Linked DNA regions of Anas platyrhynchos: region 1 is linked to region 2. A link is a contact called in public Hi-C data. All regions are on one chromosome and are shown on one strand. Each heading gives the region's core, a stretch centred on a gene start, on an enhancer-like site or on the middle of the called end of the contact. The rest is flanking DNA. Distances are from core to core; before and after follow the strand shown.

Region 1 (6,854 bases), core at 4,193-6,692, 64 kb before region 2:
ATCACATTTGGACGTGGTTTGCTGTTCATTCAAAAAAATATACCTCGTGATCAAACCCTATTGGGCTCAATTTGTAATTCTGAAGGAGACTTACCACTAAAAAATGCCAGCCCTGAGGCAGCTGTGATGGCCTGGACGCATGGTTAGTCTGGGGCCCCCTTACAGTGCTGCCTGCATTCTCGCCTGTAAAAGGGACAATAATTAGACATTTCTGATGGCTCCATTACAGCTTAGTGTTAAAAAAAAAGTTTGTGTACCTTGTCTGGAAGGAAATGATCTCACAGGATTCCTGTTACTATCTGGGATGTATCATTGGGTCATGAAATTCAATGAAGGCAGCACCACAATGACAAGTTACGCTTACCTCTGATCTTAGTGTTTATTCAGAAGCAACTAGGTGTTTGCAAATGAATAAATATTGCAGAGTGGGGGACTGCTATTCACTTAACACACAGCTAATCCATTCCTTAAAATGTTTGGTTTGTATTCTTGGGCAGAGGTGTATCCCTCACTCTCCAGATTGCATCTGCCATCTAATACAAGATATTACACTAGGACACTTCTCATGCTGTGAGAAATAGAGCTGATAGTGTTTACTCTTGCCTAGATGAAACGCTTGGGCATTTTAACAAACATCCACAGATTTGTTTGTTTACCTGCCTATCCCACATGCCTCTCATTCCTCCAGGCTGGGGAGCCAGTTGGTGACTCTTTCAAAAAGTTACAATTCCTACGTCATTCCTCAGCTTACTTGGGACACGTAACTTCCAATCAAGCTGCTTCCTGCATCTTCAGTCAGACACATCTTTCATAAAACGCGTTTTAGATGTAACAGCACAGAACCCATGGGAATCAGCAGTCCATTAGCTGCATTAGGAGGACTAATATGAAGGTGGTACTTCTGTTGTGTTTATAAAATGTTTTAGAATTGTCAGCATGGTAAGCCTGAGTAGGAGAAACTGTTTACAAGTAAGGAGGGAGGGTAACTATGAATACATCTTACACACACACCATTGTGCTTCTTTCTCCTTTACCTTCCCACGCTCTAATGGAGGTGTGAAGATTTCACCACCTCCAAACTCCTCATCCCCTCTTCAGCCCCATCATCCATGTCTAAATATTGTTCCTAAAACATAATGCAAAATAATGTAATCTCTTCAGGGAAATCCCAGCTAATGGAGCTGGAGTAGACACTGGGAATGGGGGCAATCAGATGGTTACGCAGAATCACAACAACTAAAACAACAGGGTTTGTTCCCATCTTTAACATGAGCATTAAAATAGTGTGAACATTGGCTCACACTTAACAACTTGTTATTAGTGAATAACTGTTCTCTGATGCTGTTACCTGGAGGCTACATTTAGTGTACAGAAAATATGAATCTCTCTTAATACCCTGGTAGCAGCTTTCATGACTTTTACTTAGTGTTTTAGCTCTTAAATGTCAGTAATGTCAGTGCCTAGATCCTTTTAGGATATTCAAAAGATTTGGTCTCACAGATTTTAGCCCTGTGTTTGAGAAACTGGGAGCAAATTCAGGAGTTCCTAAATTTAGCTTAAAGTTTCTTCATTAACAGGTGTACCCTTTAATTATTCTGCCCTGCAAATACATATAAGGTATTGCTCTAGTGAGGGTAGTTGTATTAATTCCTGTGCAGAAAGTAGTTAAGCTGTGTACAGTGCCTGTATTAATAGGAGCCATGCTAATTGGCCTGATAGGTCAATACGTAAGCTGTCCCTGTGCAGCAGGCTAAGGAAGCCTCTTTCTAAAGCTTTCTCCTCCATCATTCTCCTGTTCCTCGGTGTTTCACCTGCTCAGTCCCTGATGTGTTTGGGTGGCTGGTGCCAGCATGTATGTGCAGACCTGGAGCTACAAATTGGGTGGTGGGTCAGCAGTGCTAACATGCTGCCTCATTGCTGGCTGCCATGCAGGTATGGCTGCCATGCAGGTAGGGGTTGAACCACAGCCCTCTCTTTCAGTGAAGACATAATATGCATCTTTCCTCCCTGTTTAGATGCTGATTGTCACACGGTTTCCAAGAACTCGTGTTTTTTGAAACTGCTATCCTGCTGTCAGGTTGCACAGAAACAGGCAGCAGGCTCAAGACTCATTTGAAAGATGGATGCATAGACTGACTGTGGAAAGACTTAATGCTTATTTTGTTATAAAGCAGGAGAAGAAAAAAAAAAAAAGTCCTTTAATTATCATAGTTATTGCGGTATAAAAACTGTCTCAGGAGTGTGTCTCCTGACTTTGGTTTCAAGTAAAGTCTAGTTTGGGAGTCAAAAATACTTACCAACATGGAATTTAACATACTTATTAACCAGTTCTGAATTCTAATGCCTGGGACTCAACATTCAATCCTGATTAACTGGCACAACAATGAACATTAATTACCCTGATCTACATTAGTTACAGAGCTATGGTCAACTTCATATCAGCAAACTTGAGGCTTCCTAAACACGTCTAACAGGTAACATTCAACTCATCTTCCATGTAGTAGAGATAAGCCCTGAAAGCTTGCAGTAAGGTGTGGTGGGAAGAATACAGGAGGAAAGTGAACTGGTGTGCCTCGGAGTATGTCAAGGCTTGTTTTCCTTACCTCTCGAAGCTATTAAAAAAAAAAAAAAAAAAAAAAAGTAGGTAACCTGTAGCAGCACAGCTTTTTAGAAAAAGACATATTTTTATTTAAATTCTAAATTTAGAAAGAAAGATTACGTTGTAAATGTGTACATCCTTCCCAGAAATAAATTGAACCAATCAGAATAGGATCAGCACAGGATTTAAGAAAATACTCTTTACCTTGGTGGGTGTTAGTGTGTGTGTATGGAGATATCTACATGTATACACACGTATATATGCCAACATGTATACATAAATGTATGTATCACCATGAACATACTTGTCAGATCTGCCACAGTCCTAATCATTTGTCAATGACATTCCTGAAGAGAGGAATTTCCAGGGCTGGGCAGAGCCGTGGTTGCTGCCGCTGGAAGCAGTTTCTTGTGGCAATGAATTCCACGTGCTCATAATGCACAGCATTAAAAAAGCTTCCTTTTATCAGCCTCGAGGGTGGGGCTGGGCTGCTGTTGGAAGTATGCCTATCACAGATGATGCCTCAGCTCTGTTGGTGGTAGAAGATTGTTCCTCTGGACTTTTCTTAAAAAAATAAATAAATGTCAAGCCAGAAAAGGAAGCCTGCTATTTTTCAAATCCAGAAGCTGTAATCATGCTAATCCATATGATCGTGCTAAAGCCAAGTTACATGCCTTTTGCATATGATGTAATCATGCAGAACAGCCTATTTATAATCACTGCTAGCTGGAGGTGCCTTCTGAGAAAAGTTTTTTGGTCACATTTCCCCTCTTCCTATATTTTCCAGTCAGTTATGCTTTCTCCTACTTAAATACAGCAATGTGCATTGCTTTTTTATTTTTCTTGTTAATGCTTTCCAACACGCCTTCTGCTCTCAGTGTGATAGAGCCATACCAACTGAAATCCCAGTACTCTGAAATCAATACCAAAACTTCCATTGATTTCATATAATATATTCTTTTAAATTCAGTACAAATTCTCCACATGAGATGCTTATTTTAAATATGGATCTACTGTACAGGGCTGTCTGTCTCAGCTTGATACATAAAACAGCATGTTTAATAAATTCGCTGGTGTGGGCTGGCAGCATTATGTGTAATAAATGAAAATCTGTTGGTTATACTGAGCATATCAAGTGTAAAAGGAGAAAATTCATCAATGTAAATACCTATCTGTGGATCAATTGCTATCAATCTTGTTTAACAGTCTATTTCCTCAGGACACACTTTGGAAACAAAGAGCATTTCAAACTGCTGGTTAAACAAACAAATATATAGAAGCTCTTTGGGAAACATGAGGGTGGAGTAATCATCAGATAAAAATGGTCAGAGTGATTTTAAATACCTGTTAATCTCTTCTATTTTATATTAGTAAACGCAAAGTTTCTGATGGAACATGTCCATTCAGAGTACCCCATCAAGAGTAGAGGTTTCTGAGACAATGATCTGCTTGCAGAGGAAACAGCAAGAAAAGCAGCCTGAAAAACAAAATTTGTTCCCTGACCTCCATGTTCAGTAATTGTCCAAGGAGGGCAATACCTTCTGCTCTGCAAGAATTTTTCTAAGATTTGTATTATCCTTAGCTAAATAGAACCCCTTAAGACACACTATAAAAACAAAACAAAACCCCAAGAGGATATATAACTAATGAGATCATGATGCACTGTTTACCTTGCTCTACAACGCTAATATCTTTTCATGGCTGTCATGTACAAACTACAGCTCCCCCCTCCTGAAGCATCACCAAAAAAAGTCAAACCTGAACTATACCACAGGCACTTGGCATGTTTGTGTTCACAGGCACAAACTTTATGATATAATAAATGTACAAAATGCAGGTTTTTTAAAGTTACAAATGCTGATGAATTAACCAGTAAAATGAGACTGTAGTATTGTGCAATCGTGTCTGTGGCAATTGCATGGCCTTGTTATGTACTATTGTTTCCTCCCAACCTTTGTGCTGTCTACCCAAATTCAGGTTTTCCACCCTAAATCACCCTCCTGACACACACAAAAAATAATCTATAGGTCCATTCGTGGATGTTTGCCCTCATAACAGCTCTACAGCTGCAGAAATGCCATCCTCATTTTACAAGAGGGAAACTGAGGCACAGATCCTAGCAAAATGTAAGCGCACCGGCAAGTGCAGGTCGAGTCCGACTTTGAATCTAAATCTGAATTCACCACAAAATCACCTCTCAGCCAAACCAATCTCACCAAAAAATCCCTGTAGAGGATTCAATAGGAAAACAAAAGAAATCAAGTCTTCCCCCCTCCCGGTTTTGCAATCCCCATCTCCAAATGCTTAAGGAGCCTCACACTTTTGCTTGTGCAATGTCCAGCTGGCTTCAGTGGGAATCGGAGGGGTGGAGGTGACTGCTCTGTAACTCTCTGGGGCTTTGCAGCAAAGTAAATCTGAGGCTCAGCAAAGCGGGGTGCAGCAAGCCGAGGGAACCACAGGGACTGTGCCCCCAGCATGCCACCAAACGCCAGGGGCCACCCAGATGGCTCTCGTGGGGAGCATTTAATCGGGCGTTTTTACGTGGAATCAGACAAGTTGGAAATGACCCACCGTGTGCTGACCCAACCAATCTGGCTCCCGTCGTCACTTTCAAAACACAATTTTTTCACTTGCATCAAGTTTTTTTCGCGTGAACCTTTTCCATGACTAACGTTTTTTATTTGCTTTTCAAAATACTATCGGCTCACTTTTGTCGGCTTCCCAGAAAGTGAGACTTAAGGGCAGATTTTGCACAAACGCCGGCTGCAGCCGCCTGTAAAGCCCCTAACTTGCCACGTCGGGAGCCCGGCTTAGCCCCCCCCCCGGACAATCGGGGCTCTTTTCCTTTCCCACCTTATCTCCCGCTTTGGGATTAGCATTGTCCCGGGTTTCTGCCCGCTTTAGGGAGAAACCCCAAATCTCCCAAAGCACACTATAAAAAGTGCAGGTGAGATAACAAAGGTATTGTCCCTCGGCAGCCCGCCGGCTCGCTTGTTTACTCGGGGGGGCCGGATCCTGCCCCTTCCCCGCAGCTCGGGGGGGGCTGCCCCGGCCCCCGGCAGGGCGCACGCCTTTGTCAGCCGGGCCGGGCCGAGCCGAGCCGAGCCGTGCCGGGACTACATCGCCCAGCGTGCCCCGCTGCGCCCTGATCAATGGACCTTATTTGAATAATCTGTGAGCCCTTGGACTCAGGCCAATCAGCTGTCAGGGACCCATGATAAATCGCAATGCATTATTGATAATCATAATTACTCTGACATGCGCATTCCGCCCAATGGGGGTAATTTCCCAACTCTAGGAATTTGTTGTGAAGAGGAAAAATAATTGCTACTATTTTGCTCCCGATGCTGGTGCACCATGTCGCGACGGAAGCAGGCGAAGCCCCAGCACATCAACTCCGAGGAGCAGCCCCCAGATGCTGCAAGTGGTAAGGCGCGCAGCCCCGGCGCCCCCCAGCCCTGCTGATGCGCGGAGGAGGCAGAGGGGCTCTTGCTGGGGGGGGGGGGAATTTTTCAACCCTCGTGTTTCACCCCCACCCTGGGTCCCACAGGCTCCTCGCTGTTTTTTTGGGGCGCTTACATCCCTGGAGTTGTTCCGCGGGCTGGGGGGGCTCGGTGTTTCCCTGGGGGGGGGGCTCGGCTTGGGACTGCCCTGCAGCGCTGCCCGAGGGGGTCCCCCAATGTCCCCCCCCTCCCCAACCCCCCTCACGGGGGCACCCTGGTCCCGCGGAACTCGCGCGGGTCCCCGCGTGGGGTGCGCGCTCGGGGCGCAGCCCCACGGGAGGCGAACCCCAAATTGCCTGGGGCGGAAAGGATTTTTTTTTTTTTTTGGGGGGGGGAGAGTAAGGGGGGAAAGAGGAAGGAATTGCGAACCGTCTTCTCAGGGGTAGGAAATGACTCGAGGTAGGTTTCCCCGATTTCTCTATTTAAGACTTTCTCGGTAGTTCTATGAAGATTTTTTTTGTGGGGTTTTTCGAGAAAAAAAAAAAAAAAAAAAGCGTTCGGACTATTTTTGTTGGAGATCACAATCGCCCTGGACCTTTTGTAGCTTGACCTCCAGCCATCTTTGATTTCCGACTTCCTAAAATAACTCCGGTGAGCTAATGTGGGGTGTGCGTGAGCGCTTTGTATTTGGGTGGCGGGGGGGATTTGTGCTCCCGCAAATCACGGTGCCTCCTTTTCGGGGAGCTCGCAGCACTCTCCCTTGCGAAGGGAAGAGGAAAAGTCTCGATTTGAACTCAAAATTATTCCGGAGC
Region 2 (6,985 bases), core at 4,345-6,844:
GTGAATTTTTTGTGGGCACCTTCCTCCACCACTAACTGTGATACATAAATTGAATTAGTGTATTCCTGGTCAGAGTTAGAGTACAGTGAGCACATCTCATTCCAAGGGACAGAAGAGTCTGCGAAACTACTATAGTACATATATACTCTTCACTGAAGTAAAGTTTCAGTTTGAATCTTTTTCTCTCCAATTAGACTTTATTCTTTTTTTTTTTTTTTTTAAAGCAATCTCAGGACCCACCTGCCGTGAAAGGCCTTACCTTAGCCACCAAGGTGCGTAAAACCATGAGCAGCCGAGTGCACGAGGCCGTGAAGGCAATTGCGCTGTGCCACAACGTGACGCCGGTGTATGAGTCCAACGGGGTGACAGACCAGGCTGAAGCCGAAAGACACTATGAGGACTCCTGCAGGGTGTACCAGGCCTCTAGTCCTGATGAGGTCAGTTTGTGGAGTTTGGTTCATGTTTCTGCACTTGTGATTTGTCCAGGATGTATTTTGTAGGTCAGTATTTTAAGTTCCTTTGGCAACGCTTAGCAAATTATAGGCAATGGTGTCTTGGGAACTTGTGGAAGGTGGTTGGAACACTCTCATCAGCCAGCTTGTCCCTCATTGGCAGTGTTCAAACTTCCAGACAGAGTTCAAAGTTAGAAGTCTTGCTGGGTCTCATGTCTTACCCGGGAGGCATCCCTTGCCGTGCAAATGGGACAGACCTGGAGCCTGAGTTAGCTCTGCAGGATAACCAAAGTGAACCAGAGTTGGTCTTGGAGCAAATCTGTGCTGTGCCATTTCTCCATCAGCACCTAGTCCAGCCTGGGCTATGTGTAGTGGTACAGCAGAGGGGAAATTTGCAGTTCTCCAGAGGATTGATGAAGACTCTTACTGGGCACTCTACAGAGCAGACTGAGTACATAATGCATGATACAGTGCTCTCTGCCATGCTCTGCAATATTTGAAAAAATAGTGCTAGCATATGATTATTGTGATGCATCTTCTTGAGTGCAACTATGCTAAAACAATTTATCTATTAACTTGTACATTTGGTTTCTGCCATTGAAAGACAGAAGTTTTAAACTTTCCATAAGAATCCTACTGAGGTCCTATCGGTCATTGGGCTACATTTGGAGGATTCTTCCATGTATTGACCCAAATAAAACAAAATTCCCTCTGGAAATAAACTTCTCACCCTTGACATCAGAAGAGAAAGTAGCTTTCCTTATAGTTAAAGATGAGAAATTGTTTGCATAAAAATCAATGTATAGGTAAAAATCCTCAAATGGACAGGTTTCTGAGATTGTAGTGCATGTATTACTGAAAGACTGGCATACAGAGTTAGGCTCCACATTTTGTGCCATTCAGAATATTCTTTGTGGTGTTCTTCTACCCAAGCATGCAATTCATTACTTTCATATAATGTGGTCTTCTCTGTATTACACAAAACCACTATCTTTGCTTTTTTTTTTTCCCCCCACTCCATTGGTATGCCTACAGTGACAACAAATGCTTACCCCTCCCTGCTTTGAGCTGGTGAGCAGATCCCACACCATGACCCAAGTCTTGTGTTTTGCTTACCTGCTTTTCTCCTCTAATGTGTTGCTTTCCCCCATGAAGGCAGCTTTACAGAAAGCAACTGCCTTTGGATTGAAATGAGATCTGAATGATTTCCAGATGGTAATTTTTGTGATCTGTATTTAAGTTTTTTCTTTCCTTTTTTCCCCTAAAGCATTTACTGGCTATTTTTGTGCAATCCTCTGTTTATTTACATGTGTGCTGTGGTATATAGTGAAGTCAGTGATTTTTCTTTTCCTTTTTTTGCTTTATATTATTCTGTCTTAAAAATATTTATGGAGCAATTTGTCTCAAATACCTAAGGGATTATTGTTTGTTTGTTTATTTTACTATAGCATGATAACTAATCCTACCAACATTATTGTTTAAGTTCTTTTTTCTTTCTTGTGGTGTCTTAAGTAGAGAATTACAGTGGGTTCAGAAATCAGATATGCTTTGCTGCATTGAGGAAATCTCGTCTGTAGGTCTTAAATATACAAATATTGTTTAGACGTGCTCTGTGTATGTTATACTAGGTGGTACAATATGCAGGATCAGCACAAGTCAAGTCCTTGAGAAGAGAGTGATGCTGTTAAATAACATTCCCTGTAGGGGAATGGCTTTGGACTCCTGTTAAAGCCAGCCTTTGAAATTCTATATCAATAAAATATTACCATGGCAGGGAAGGTCAGTTTATGAAATGAGTACAAAAACTTGTATTCTCTTTACTTTAACAGCAAGGGTAATTTCTACCAGTTGGCATAGGATTCATTTCCTGTAACAGAAAGCAGGATTTCCTAAATTTGTTTCCTGTGCACACTGCTATTTAGAAGACTTCAAGTATCTTTATTCAGGTATCAGTTACAGCCTTGGGGCTCTGCAAGCGTGTCAGTTGTAGCCATACAGTAACTAACAGGGGAAATGAAATAGATATAATCTGATCAGAGATAAGAGTGCCTGGGATTCCTGGGCAAACAGTCTTTAACCCTGACAGCCCACCGCAGCTGCCAGGACATGAAAGGGTGCTCCGATCAATGGGTTTCTGCCTGTTGTCTGTGTGCCTAGGCAACCCTAAATGGGACGTTTGTAGAGCAACTCATAGCACAGAAGGATCAATTTGTCCCTTTGGAATGAAATTTATTAGTCGATATCCACTTTGGTGGTGGCTTGGGTAATTTAATTGTCAGAAAGAACAAAGTTGAGGGGATGGTACGGCGGGCTCCCGTAGCTGCTCTGCTCTGTAATGCACGGATCTTTGTCTGACTTGGCCAGGACAGAGCTACGAACTCCCAGAGAGCTCTCAGGAACCTTTCTGACTTCTCATCAGTCAGCATGGGCTCATGAAAAGGTGTATGAGTGGTTTCCATCCTGGTTAAAGCTGTCAACGTATCTTTGCATCTTCCGTGTTTCGCATCTTTTTGCTGTGACCAGGAGCCTTCCAGTTACCGATTTATGGGGTGCAGAGTAAAGTTTTTCTGGCCCATGCCGCTCTGGAAGCACGTTGCCTGGCCAGATGCCCCGGCCCTGCAGGAGAACTGGTGGCCTGGTGTCCTTGGTGTCGTCCTGCAGTGTTCAGGGCTGAGCACGTTGTGCTTTGTGGTGAATGGGAATGGCAATTTCAGTGCTTGCAGTGGCTCTGATGGGAACACTTCAAAATGATATCACTTTTCCTCTCTGTTAATTCGCGAAGCACTGCAGAGGCTGGGAGGTGACAAGTTAAAAGGGGTCAGCCCCACTTCCCCGTGCTGAATGGGCTTCACCTGGAGGGCCATTGAGGGCTGAAAGAAGTAGTGCTCCTGGGCCCAGCAGCAAGGGAGAGGGGGGATTTCCTTCATTACTCTTCCCCTTCTGCCGACATGCCTTTTTGTAGTCTCAGGGCCATCCGAAATGAGTGGTGGCGCACAGGGAAATGCAGTTAGTTTGCAGTATGATGTGTGCAGCATAGCAGGTATCCTCTGCTGCTCTTCCAGTTGCTACTGTGTGCTGGGCTTTTCTTTTAGGAGGTTTGAATGCTTCCTGACATAGAATTGAAGTGAGATGCTGGCAGGGAATGAGGAATCTGTGAAAGAAAGTAGCAATGGAGATGCTTTAACAGCCTGAGGTGGGAGCAGAGCTTTATGTCTTCAGACATTTGTAGCTCACCAACATGGGCAGATGAGCATCTAGTGCTATGTACACCAAGCAAGTCCTTGTGTTAACATCACACTGTGAAAAATTCTCAATCATTATTAACCAGAGTATTAGAAACCTGAGCTCAATCTCTGCTCTGAGAGGTAGTTAGGAGGATTATCCAACTGCACCCTTTAATGCACTAAGGATGTCTTGAAGAAACTTTTGAAAAAGAATCTTGAAAGATCCTTTGATTTGTTGTAACCTTTGTGAATAAGCCTGCAAAAACTTGCTAGTATTAAAACAAATATTGATTTAAAGGCCTTTAAAGACAAAGGCAACTCAGCTAATTTTTTTTTTTCATCTGATGATTTAAGACTACCTTAAGAAAGAAAAGGATTTATTTTAGGTTGTTTTTTAAACCTAATTGTGGATGAAAGGGAGCCGAGATATAAAAGATTGTCTGATTAGACCAATTGTATCAACTTTCCTAGTAAAACCTTGAGTCGATGCAAGTATTTATAGATTTCATTTCTATCTGTATCCTAGTGTATGTGATTTCCCAAAATAAATCTCACTTTTATGTAAGGTATTTGTGGGAATAGGCAGTAAAAGCAGAACCTGAAATGCCCAAGGAGTAATTAACCTTCAAGTCAGCAGCAACCATGTGCCACACATTCTCACATTCTTGAGAACGTCACTGTAAAAAACTTCTAGTATTTTGTATTTGTTTGGGGAAACTATCCCTTGATCCTTCCTGTAGGCACGTGATATATGGGCTTATGTCAGCTGCTGCTCCCATCCGTTACTGCCAGGACAGCTTCTAGAGTGAAATGCCTGTATCTCAGCAGGATCATTCCTAGGTGGCTATGTCAGCTGAGGTGGGGAGATGGGGGCAGCGCTGGGGGAGCAAAATGAAGTCTTTGGTCTTCTGTTGTGACTTGGTTGTAATTTAGTGAATGCTTGTAAGGAAATCAATGTTGCAGGTCCTCAAATACGGAAAGCAGCAGTCAAAATGATAGTTGTATAAGCTCAACTGAGTATTACTGTGTGTTGAAAAACAGTTTTTTTTTTAATTATTGTTATTAATTTGTTTATTTTAATGTGTGGGGCAGAGGAGCTCTGCTAAAAAGTGCCTGCGAGCCAGCCTTCATCTGTTTTGCTGCTCAGTACAGAGATTGCAAATTGCTGATGAACTGTTACTACCAAACCGAGTACAACAGGGAGCTTGTTTTCCTTTGTTTTTCCATGTGAATTTTTAATGATCTCTGCATTAGCATTTCAGGCTTTGATACTGTAAATCCAGGGTGAAAGCATCACATTGAATTCTTGATTTCATAAACAGCAAGTTTTGAAACAGCACATTCAACAAGTTAGGTGTTTGTAAACAGATTTTACTAATGGGCCCCTACAGAGGTTTGGGCGCCCTGGAGCTGGGCAGAGGGTACCGGTGCCTCCGTTTGCTGGATGTTTTCCTTCTGGACACTGCAGCCAGAAGCAGGGAGCCGGCGGCCACCTCCTGCTAAGGGCCTAGGAAGGCTTTGCAGCTGATTCAGGAGCTGGCCCGCCCAAACCACAGAATTACTCTTAGTGAAGGCTCAGTGTCAGGAAAAGCCCGTTATATCCAGCTGTACCCGAGCACCTGTGTAAAAAATGTATCATTAACATTAGGTGGAGATTTCAGCAGCCTGATGATCCACAGCCCACCAGTTTTTCTGGAAAACTTGGGCTCTACCTACATGCCTGACCCAGAACCATGGTCAGGGTGCTAGGCCTGGACTGGCATTTCCCTTTCTGCCTCCGTGAACGGTTTTAATTCATGATACAGCATAAGTTTCAGAGCAGATTACAACCTGCTGTGCCTTTCCTCTCAGGTGGCCCTGGTGCAGTGGACCGAGAGTGTGGGCTTAACACTGGTGGGCAGAGACCAGTCCTCCATGCAGCTGAGGACACCAGGCGGCCACATCCTGAACTTCACCATCCTCCAGATCTTCCCCTTCACTTATGAGAGCAAGCGCATGGGGATAATCGTCCGGGTGAGTGGCTTCAGTTACACGCTTCTGTCTGTGATTCTCCTGTGAATATAATGTGGAAGGTACAAAACATTTGCTCTCAGGAGTGGTGTGCTTCCTCAGGCTATAAACTGGTTCTGTGTTTTGAGCTAATAGCATCTCGCTGCTGGGTTAGTTTGGTGATGTATCCTTTCCTTCATCTTCAATTTATTGAACTTTAGTCCCTCATTCAAACTGACAAGAAAAGGGAGGAGTGAGCTGAAGCTTCAGGCACTGTGTGCGTGTCCTCCATGGCTCTGTCTGCCTCTGGCTTCTCCTTCCTGCTCATGTTTTTAATTTCTATCCTGGATTTCAGCCGTGGGTCCAGCTTGTGCTCAGTCTCTGCAGCAGTTGTGGTGGTACAACAGGGGGAGATAGAGACAGCAACAACTGAGAAGGAGTGAGGGGTTGTGGACTGATGCCACAGCAAACAAGTTCAGCAGATTGGTAGTGGTAGTGCGGTGCTGCCCTGATCTCTGCCAGGTGCTGAAACTCTGTCAGACACTGTGGAAGTACAAGACTGCTGGAGAGGGCACTTGCTGTAGCTGCAGAGAATGGTGGAGGTCTTTCTGAGCTGTTTAACATCTCAAAGCCATGCTGAGAATGTTGTATCATGAGCAGAATTCGAAAATAGCTGAGTTAAGGTAAAAGGGTACATCTGTGCACGCAGATAATTTTATCAGCAGGGGCAGGCACTGCACAGGCTAAATATGTGCCCAGCTGAAATTGTGCATATTTGTTATTCTGTCTGCAAATGCAATAGAAGATCACACTTCCAGAAGTTAATTACCTTGAAAAAGAAAGAATAAGAAAGCATGGATCTTTTAAAAACAGTAGAAATGAGTTATCACCATTATCATCATTAGTTTTCCAGATACTGCTAGGAAATCAATGTTAGAAAAATAAATCAACCCAGCTGAAGCAAGGCACTTCCATTTTCCTGCAAAGCAAACAAGGTGAAGCGGTTTGAATATTTCTTTTGGAGATAATTAAAACATTGCTGTTACTTTTTTTTACTGAAAGTACAGACATATAATTGGTGCCAGGAATTTAAAACATGAATAGGAAACCTATAATCCAGGGCAAGATATGATTTGCTGTATCATTGCACAGGATCTGCAGCCTTGTTATTTAGGGTGGGGAGAATGGGTAAGGTTGATCCTTACCTCCTTTTGCTTTGTGCTAAAACTAGGTTGCTGCATATTTATTTGGGGGTATCTGGAAAGAGAGTGTAATATTATCTTCTGCCTCATATTTTAAATTATAAAACAGTAGTTGGAA

What was found. A called contact is a pair of places that touch in the nucleus more often than the background predicts.
Region 1: a Hi-C map of liver shows a contact between it and region 2, with 2.6 times the contacts expected there. The contact joins the promoter of SALL4 here to the enhancer-like site in region 2. A contact is called at or near these places in 2 of 8 Hi-C or Micro-C datasets (liver and skeletal muscle).

What each region holds. Positions count from the first base shown.
Region 1 is chr21:10,875,213-10,882,066 of IASCAAS_PekinDuck_T2T, reverse strand. SALL4 (spalt like transcription factor 4) reads left to right here and starts at 5,442. Exons shown (of 5, transcript XM_038166392.2): 1 at 5,442-6,026. The coding sequence starts at 5,957.
Region 2 is chr21:10,810,925-10,817,909 of IASCAAS_PekinDuck_T2T, reverse strand. It overlaps ATP9A (ATPase phospholipid transporting 9A (putative)), which reads left to right. Exons shown (of 28, transcript XM_027442931.3): 14 at 225-437; 15 at 5,528-5,689. Among named protein-coding and RNA genes, the nearest start is that of NFATC2, 29 kb to the right of the region's middle. Within about 2 kb of position 5,594, at least 2 of the 8 cell types and tissues checked have an H3K27ac peak or open chromatin away from gene starts, as enhancers often do.